Regions from separate parts of the Sus scrofa genome. Here region 1 is linked to region 2. A link is a contact called in public HiChIP or PLAC-seq data. All regions are on one chromosome and are shown on one strand. Each heading gives the region's core, a stretch centred on a gene start, on an enhancer-like site or on the middle of the called end of the contact. The rest is flanking DNA. Distances are from core to core; before and after follow the strand shown. Region 1 holds the start of TRMT5 (tRNA (guanine(37)-N1)-methyltransferase). Region 2 holds the start of PPM1A (protein phosphatase 1A).

Evidence for each region. HiChIP or PLAC-seq counts read pairs in DNA pulled down with a chosen protein or histone mark.
Region 1: a contact with region 2 is called in an H3K27ac HiChIP or PLAC-seq map of alveolar macrophages. The contact joins the promoter of TRMT5 here to the promoter of PPM1A in region 2. A contact is called at or near these places in 1 of 5 promoter capture datasets (liver), 1 of 47 Hi-C or Micro-C datasets (embryonic fibroblasts) and 1 of 2 datasets of contacts at active chromatin or transcription factors (alveolar macrophages).

Annotation. Positions count from the first base shown.
Region 1 is chr1:189,921,098-189,925,389 of Sscrofa11.1, forward strand. It overlaps TRMT5 (tRNA (guanine(37)-N1)-methyltransferase), which reads right to left and starts at 2,211. Exons shown (of 5, transcript XM_003121846.4): 1 at 2,093-2,211; 2 at 281-942. The coding sequence starts at 2,097. SLC38A6 (solute carrier family 38 member 6) reads left to right here and starts at 2,288. Exons shown (of 16, transcript NM_001267849.1): 1 at 2,288-2,444; 2 at 3,549-3,679. The coding sequence starts at 2,340.
Region 2 is chr1:189,246,769-189,250,814 of Sscrofa11.1, forward strand. PPM1A (protein phosphatase 1A) reads left to right here and starts at 2,206. Exons shown (of 6, transcript XM_021062341.1): 1 at 2,206-2,642. It overlaps LOC110259569 (basic proline-rich protein-like), which reads right to left. Exons shown (of 5, transcript XM_021085056.1): 2 at 2,720-3,136; 3 at 2,034-2,685; 4 at 1,569-1,703; 5 at 59-312. The coding sequence ends at 193.

The DNA of each region.
Region 1 (4,292 bases), core at 961-3,460, 670 kb after region 2:
CCTGGCTACCAAAATGACAAGCTGCCAAAGAATTCTACCAAAGCAAGTGATTCAAGTTTTTACTTCTATGCATTGTATACACAAAAGCTTAAACTGATATTTAGAGCTTGCTATGACTCTGGAAAAGGTATTCCAAGATGGCCCTCAAAAGAGAGAGTATGCAGCTAAGATCCAACTTAAAATGTCCTGCTCTTATAATTCAGCATTAAAATTTTTTAAAACTAAAATTAGAACTTGCTCATTGCTTTCTAATATGTGAGTATCACTAAGACACACCTACCAATTAAATGCTTGTAAGGTAGCTGATGATCTCGAAGGTTCAGGTGGGCGATGTGTCCGACTCGGCTAAACCCTGAAGTCACATCTTGACCTTCAGGGAGCACGGCTCTCAATATTTCTTCTGATTTAAAGTTTTCATAAGTTAGTTCCAAATTATATTTAGATATCTGTGGACTGACATTTAGTTGCTTTAAAATACTGAGTTCTTCTTTCTCGAAGGAATCACTGGTAAAGATTTTATAGGGATCCAACATAATTAGTCTACTTTCTTCATCTTCTGGATCTTCAATCACACGTTTGATGCCTGGGCGCTGCAGTGCTGCCTTTTTAAGGGACCGCATCAATTTATTGACTATTTCTTTCCTCACTTTAAGCACTGGGATGGTGACTGTTTTTTTAAAAGCTGCTCTATCGAGTTTTGTCATTCCTCGAACATCAGAGGGTGGTGAAAACAATTCAGAGTCTCTCCGATTTGTTTCTATTTCAGGCATGGTTGAGAATCTTTTTCTTTGATCCAACGAGAAAATATCAGGTGTCCTGTTAGGTTTCTGTATCAATGACACCCAAGCTAGTGGAATCGATGATTCTGATTCAGTTATTCCACAGCTTTCCACTTTGAGATGTCTTCTTGAGAATCCAAATCCAAATGGCCTCCATAAGATCCTAAAAAAAAAGTATTTTTTAAAACAAATACCATAAAGCTACACACTAACTTAACATGTTCACAATAAGTTTGGGGAATAAAATTTTAAATTGTTTTAAATAATGGGTGAATGCTGATGATTAAAACTTTTAGTGGTGTGTGAGAAGAATACTATCATTTCCAGGACAGGATGACCTTTAATGGTGGTAAATAATAAAAGTGCACCTTCTACCCATGTGTTGCCAGGACTAGGGCTTTGTGATCCATCACCCTTCGTTCAGTCAATGGACCTTCCCAACCACAATTTTCTATAGAACATGTTTGGGATTGGAAGGCTGAAGTTTAAGAATCACCACTAAATGAAATGGTCACAATATTTATGACCTTACCAATGGCAATATTTAAAAGGAAATTCTTGTGGATTCCTATTAGGTCAGGTGCTTTACATACATTATCAATCCTTGAGAGGTGTGCGTGGTATCACATTCTCATTTTGTAAATGAGTAAACTAAAGCTCAAGGGTAGGTTAATTGGCCCAAATTCCCGTTCCTGCCAAGTGGCTGAGCAAGGATTAAATTCCAGGGCCTGGTATTCTTAATATACTTCTATGTTGTCTTCGAAGTTTTACTGCCACAACTCCTGCCCATAACTAGAGGTTTCAGTATTTTGAGGATGAGGCCTGTTAAGTGTTATACTCATATTCCATTAACAGTATCAGTTATTCATTTTGTTACCGAAGAAGTAACTGTAAAAGGAAAGGGTCCCGTCTGGTAACCCTATAAAGCAACTGTCAAAATTTATAGCCAGGGTTCAAATTGGGTCTAGCAGGTAAACAGATGTGTAATTTACTTTGGGTAAATTACTTGATGTGAGTCTCGGCTTTACATGTGTAAAAATATGGCTAAAGTTCTATCAGAAAGCTTTTGAAAAGATGAAAGAGACTCCACACTCCCTGGTACTGTACTCAGACCTAGGCTTGGCAGGGCACCCGGGCGGTGGGTGACCTCGCCTAGGCAGCGCAAAGCGGAAAGCCGCCCTGAGCTGACCGGTACCGACAACACGCCCTCAGCCCCTTCGAAATATCAAAGGTGTAGCGGCCACCATCTCATCAACGTCACCATCCCATTTACCGGCGTCGCTCAGCAGCTGCCTCCCAGACCAACCCCTCACCTCATGCTCTGCTGCGGCTCGGAAATGGGTCGCCGACGGAGAGGCGGGCCCTCGATGACAACATCAATGTTCGTCGCCGAAGGGCGAGCGTCATCAGATCGCGTCGATTACCTTCTTCCTTCCCCGCCCTAGTGAGGTATAGGCACCCGGAAGGGCCGGGAATGCAGCCCCGCCTCTGGCGCGACTCTGGCCGGGAGAGCAGTGGTGGTAGCTGGTAGATGGACTGGGTCGTCGGCCAGCAAGCAGCATGGAGGCGCCGTGGGGGACCATCAGTGCGGAGCCGGGCTGGTTTGTCTCTACCCAGCAGATAGAAGAAGCAGAGGCGGAAGAGTTAAGCCCGTTGCTAAGCAACGTAAGTTAGCACAACTCGAGTCCCGGCACTTTTCTGATGTTCCTGCCAAATACGACGGAGAAAAGAAAGGGGAAGGCGAAGGGAGGAGGAAGAGGCTTAGGGCATGGGGCCCAAAGGCAGCAGCCGAGATTCCGAGATCTGGCGGACTTAATGAGTGTCATAGGAGCCTAACCTGTGCTAGAAAGAACAGCTGAAGTAGAGGTGCAGGCTCAGGTGAAGAGGTGCAGCGGCGAGTTGGAGGCTGGTGACCCCACTTAAAGGAGTAGCCCCAGGATTATGTAACTCCCTGCTGTTTTTTAGCATCTTTGTTGGTTTCTCGGCTTCTCGTTTCCTTCACCAGTCGTTTGAGCTTTGTGCAAGAGTCACAAGATTTTTCTTTTCCCAGCTTAGTCACTGGGGACCTGTAAATAACTTAATGCAGAGATCCTTAATGGTGAAGGAGTAGAGGTGGCCTGATAGTAGGTACATAGTACTTCCCTTGACCCTAAAGCCTGTGCACTCAACTTTTAACTTAAGTCAGTTTCTAGGACTTTGTTCCCAAATACTGTTTTAGTATTCCATACTGTTTAGTATTCCATAGTGTCCTCGCCAGAGCAACGTGAATCGCTATTTACTGTATCATCATTGTCAGGTGTTCCTGACCATCCTTCCCGTTGGGCAGACTTAATTCATTAAGTATATAAATAGAGATTAATTTTGCTGTCCTAGTCATTGAGGAGCAGCAGAAGTCTACAGTAACCCCATGCTGATTCAGGGATTCTTCAGTAATCATGTGAGCTTGGGGCCATGTTCCTGCTCTCTGTCCCCACCCCCATTTTACCCTATCTTCATCTTTTGCAGTCACAAGGTTAGTCATGACTTTTCAGAAGCCGACCTGGTTTCTGTGCTTGGAGTTGATTTTCCTAGGAAACCAAATTCCTGGTGCTGCACTAAGGGGAGGTGAGGAGGGAAGGAAAGGAAACCAGTGCTGGGTTGCTGGTTGAGCCCCTGGTATGTCACATCATGTGTCTGGTTTGCAGATATCCTCCATTGTCTGTCATTTCTTGATGAAATTTGAACCTCACCATTCAAACATTTGACTCTATTAAATTTGTGTGCTTACAGGAACTTCACAGACAGGGATCCCCAGGTGTTTCATTTGGTTTCTCAGTGTTTAATTTGATGAATGCCATCATGGGAAGTGGCATCCTTGGCTTAGCTTATGTTATGGCTCACACTGGCATTCTTGGATTTAGGTGAGTTATTTTCTTATTTTACCATTACTTTTTTCCCCCCTTAATTTTGATAGTTCAAAATAAGCAAAGAGATAGGCTGCAGAAGCTGGTACTATACAATTTCTAGTTATTTCTGGGCTTTTAACATTTTCTTCTTAACTTTTATATTGCTGCTAGTCTGTAGCTTGGAGGGATGCTACATAACCTGTATTTTTTTTTATCCAAAGTGTAGCTAATTTTAAAAAATGGAAACTTGATCCACACATTTATAACCTTAAGAAGTGGCTTATTTGTTGTGTTAAGTTGGCCAAAGTAAATCAGAGTTTATCAGCCATGCAGATTAATAATAAATAGCAATTTTGTGAGTGCAAATAAAGGACATAATCTTTTCATTTCTCCCCAACTCCTTTCTTCTTACTGTTAAGTAGTCTTGTTTCATCCTCTGAGGCTGGACATATATTCAGTTATTCATCTTTTAAGTCTCAGCTCATATTCCATTTGTATATTTGTTCTTTAATTATAATATATTGTAATAATTTGTTTGCAAGTTAGGTTCCCCACTAAACTCTGAAATCCTTTAGGACTATACCTTATCCTTAGCATCTAGCACCATGCTTAATAGAATGAATGAACA
Region 2 (4,046 bases), core at 956-3,455:
GCAAAGTTTCAAAGATCTTTGATCTAATTTCATTTCTTTCTTTCTTTTTCTTTCTTTCTTTTTTTTTTTTTTTTTTTTTTGGCAAGCATGGGGAGAATTAGGAAATATAGGAAATATGTCATCAGATGATACTGAGACCAAATGCATAAGTGAACTTTATTTTTACTTTATATACCTGGAAATGATCCATCTTCATCTTACTCTAAGAAATTCTAACCTCCAAGATATTGGGTGATTTGGGGGTTCCTTGAAGAAGCAGCCTGCCAGTGATCTTTTGGTGATATTGTTTGATCCTGTTGTTAGATCCCATGTCTAAAAGTGAAAGGAACAGAACCGTCACAAAAAAGTCATGTTGGAAAAATGAGATAGCATTTACAGTTTTAAAAGCAGTTAAATGCTTGCTGAATGACAGAGACAGAATAAATAGGTTGCTTTAGATCTAAGAGTTGGAGCAACAAAGTGGTTTTAGGAGATACAAAGTAGCAGGGTACAAGCTCTTAGGATAAAATGGAGAGGCCTTATCACAAATCTACTTTTTTATCAGCTGGAACACGTTATGACTAACATCTTCAGGTGTTCTTTTTTCTTTTTTGGCTGCTCTGCAGCACATGGAGTTCCCTGGAGAGGGAATCAGATCCCAGTGGCAGTTGTGACCTACACGGCATCTGTGGCAACACCTGATCCCTAACCCACTAGGCCTGGCCAGGGATGGAACCTGCATCCCAGCACTCCAGAGATGCCCCAGTCTCATTGTGCCACAGTGGGAACTCCTGGTTGCTCTTTTTAAAGTACCTGCCTCCTATAATGAAGTATTTTGTTTTTCTTTATGTATATGTAGCACAGCATCTTTCTTCTTCTTCTTTTTTTTTTTTTTTTTTTTTTGGCAGTGCCCACAGGCATGTAGGAGTTCCTGGGCCAAGGATTAAAACCGTGCCACAGCAGTGACAACACCCGATCCTTAACCCCTAGGCCACCAGGGAACTCCCAAGAGCATCTTTTTTAAACACTGATTTTTCTTTTAAACTTCTGTGCCTGGAAATGTGGTATAAGTCAAATCCCTGAGCAGGTTAAACCTCTGACAAGAGAGGGAAAGCATCCCAGCCAATGGGAAACCCTGCTGGTGATGTACTGCTCTCCAGTTCTGATTCATTGGCCGCCTAGGGTTTGTCATTGTATCCCTGGCGTCTGCAAACGGCGTGGGTCGGGTTGTCTGCAGTCTAGCTAGCTAAACTGGATTCTGGCCACCTGCACGTGCAACTGGGTTTAACAGATCTCTAAATTTTCATAGCAGCAGCTGCCACATTTTTGATAATCCTCCAGATTTTGAAAAATCCTTCGTTCCTTTAACCTCACTGGAGGTGGTTGGATGTCCCCTGTGACAGAATCACGTGACTGTCTAATAAGTGCAAATAAATACAATGTGGAACCCCACGAGCTACAGACGAAAAACCACCAGAAACTCAGAGCATGTGCCTTGTGCGTGTATCAGGGGCACTCGCGTGTGGGTGGGTGGTAGTAGGGTGAGAGTGTTGCTGCCCTTTGGGACCCGAGATGTGTGGCTAGAGCACCTGCGTAGGTCTCCCGAGGTCGCTGGGGCAAGGATGGCTCCGGAAGTGTGGAGGCTTGAGGGAGAGGGATCTGGCGGTGGCCTGACAACAAGCATGCCTTAGAGCCGCAGCAGCTAGGCCGCGATCAGGCCGCAACTGTAAGGGAGAGAAGTCGACAGCACAAGGTCGGTCCTCGGCCTCTGTAGACTGCGTCTTCCCCGGGAATGGGGTATCTATCTGCAGACAGACGGTAGCCCAGCGAAAGGAGGCGCGGACGCCCTAGGGGGGATGCCGAGTCCGGGCTCGGAGAGTATCCCCATTCCTGAGGCTCATACAGTCACACCTCTGTCCAGTCCCCAGGGCCAGGGCAGGAAGCCCCATGTCCCGGTTCCGTTCCGGGATTCGGACGCTCGTTTGTGGCTCTGCCTAGGGGCCGGGCGGCGAGGCCACTGCTACGAGAGAAGCTGGGTAGGGCAGTGACATCACCTGCACCCCTCCCCCGTTAGCCAGCGCGCGCTGCAGTTCCTGCCCAACGACATCCGGGTCTCTCCAGCTGCTCCGCCGCGCCGCAGCTGTAGGGGCCTCTGAGCCCACGGGGCGGAGCGTGGCAGGCGGAGGCGTGGGGGAGGGGTAGTACGGCACCGTCGTGAGCGCGCCTGCGCGGGGACGCGCTGGAGGCGGCGGCGGCGGCGGCGGCGCTAGGGGCGGGAGCGCGCGCGGGAGCGAGGGAGCTGTGGTCTCCGCACTGGCCCGGCCCGCAGCTTCGGGTGCTCCGGCAGCGGCAGCTCGGCAGCCGGTGGTTGGGGAGGGGGGTGGGGGGGCGCTAAGGCAGGTGGGGTGCGTAAGCGATGAATCTTCGGCTCTTCCTCCTCCTCCTCCGGGACCCGCTCTCCGCCTCCCGCTCCAACGCCCGGATGATCTGAGCCGCGAGGGCGCCGAGAGCCGGGGGCCCGGACGCAGCCCGGCTCCTCCCCTCCTCCGCCCCCTCCCCGGCCTGACCTGGCCGGCCGCCGCCGCGGTGACCCCCTTCCCGCCCCCTCCCCGGCCGCCGCAGCCTCGGCCGACCAGGGACCTGCCTGCCCGCGGCTGCTCCGGGTAAGCGCGACGCTGGGGCCGAGGGCGGGCGGGCGGCGCGGGCCTGCGCGGCAGCGGCCAGGCCTAAAGCCTGGGGCCTGTAAACAAGCCGGGCGTCTGCCCGGGCGCTCCCGGGAGGAGACGCGACAACTCCACCCCCTGGCCCGGCCTCCTCCCCCGAGCCGGGCGGCGGACTACGAGGGGTTAACGTTCTGCGAGGGCGGTGGCGGGCAGGCGGGGGCGGGGTGTTTGTGGCGGCTGCGCGGGGAGGGGGCGCGACCCTCCGGGTGCAGATGCCGGGCGGGGTGTTTGCGGCCGCTCGGCCGGGTAGGGCCGTCGGCGGGCCAGGCCTGCCCCGACCGGAGATGAACCCGCGGAACTTTCCCTGAGCGGGGAGGGGGCGTACGGCGCCCCCAACCGCCCGGCCACCCCGGGCTCCAGCCCCTGGAGGGAGGCCGCGAGAAAGAAGAGGAGAAGCTTCCTTTGGACCGGACTTGGCCTTGAAACACCAAATTCTGGAGAGTTTTTGCTTCAGGTTTTATAGAGGGTAGAGCTTAGAGTGAGGCTTTTTTAGAACTCAAGTCAGTGATACCTCCAATTCATTCATTCCTAAAGCATTGAACAAATTCATTGAAGTAAATGGTACTGATTTCTTTTCGTCTTTTAAACCGTGTTAATTGTGTGAGTAAAAGTTCTTGATGCTAGAGTTTGGTCGAGGTATGATACTTTTCTGCTTGTAGATTTTTAATATTTTCTTGAAAGACTGCTGGCTCTGGAGGGCCTCTACCAACAGCGGTTTTAGATATGTTTTGAAAATTTCATCGCTTGAGGTATTTCTTTTTTTTTCCTCAAGCACCGCATGGTACTTAAAAATTTACAAAGGTCGTACTTAAGTTGTCCAAGCCAAGAAAGCTATTCGCCCTGTCCACCCCAACCCTAAATTTCCTGCTGATTGGTGTAATGAGCCGAATGCATTTTAAGTGAAGTGATTGGAAGAGTATGGGCAATGTAAAAAAATCTATGTTATTATTTTCTCAAAGTAAATGATTTTGACATTATTGAAGAAAATTAGAAATTTAAAAATATTTTGAGGAAAAAGGCTTAATCATTTCAAACTTGCACGTTGTGATTTTAAACACAACTGCTTTTTAGGTGCAAAGAGCTCTGAAGAGTCAGAGGGTTGATTTAACAGTGCTCTGCTGAACCTTTAGGGGTCCCAGAGCTCTCCGGAATCCAGCAGGGCTTGCTCTCCAACTGCTATTTAACTCGAACAACTTCACTTTTATATATTTATCTTTTTACATATTGGGCCTTTTCCAAAGTGTAGTTCTGTAACTCTTTACAGTTTAGGAAACTGACAAGAGCCATAGTGACCCACCCCATTAACTGTTTTATAAGCATAGATGTTACTTCATTGATTTAATG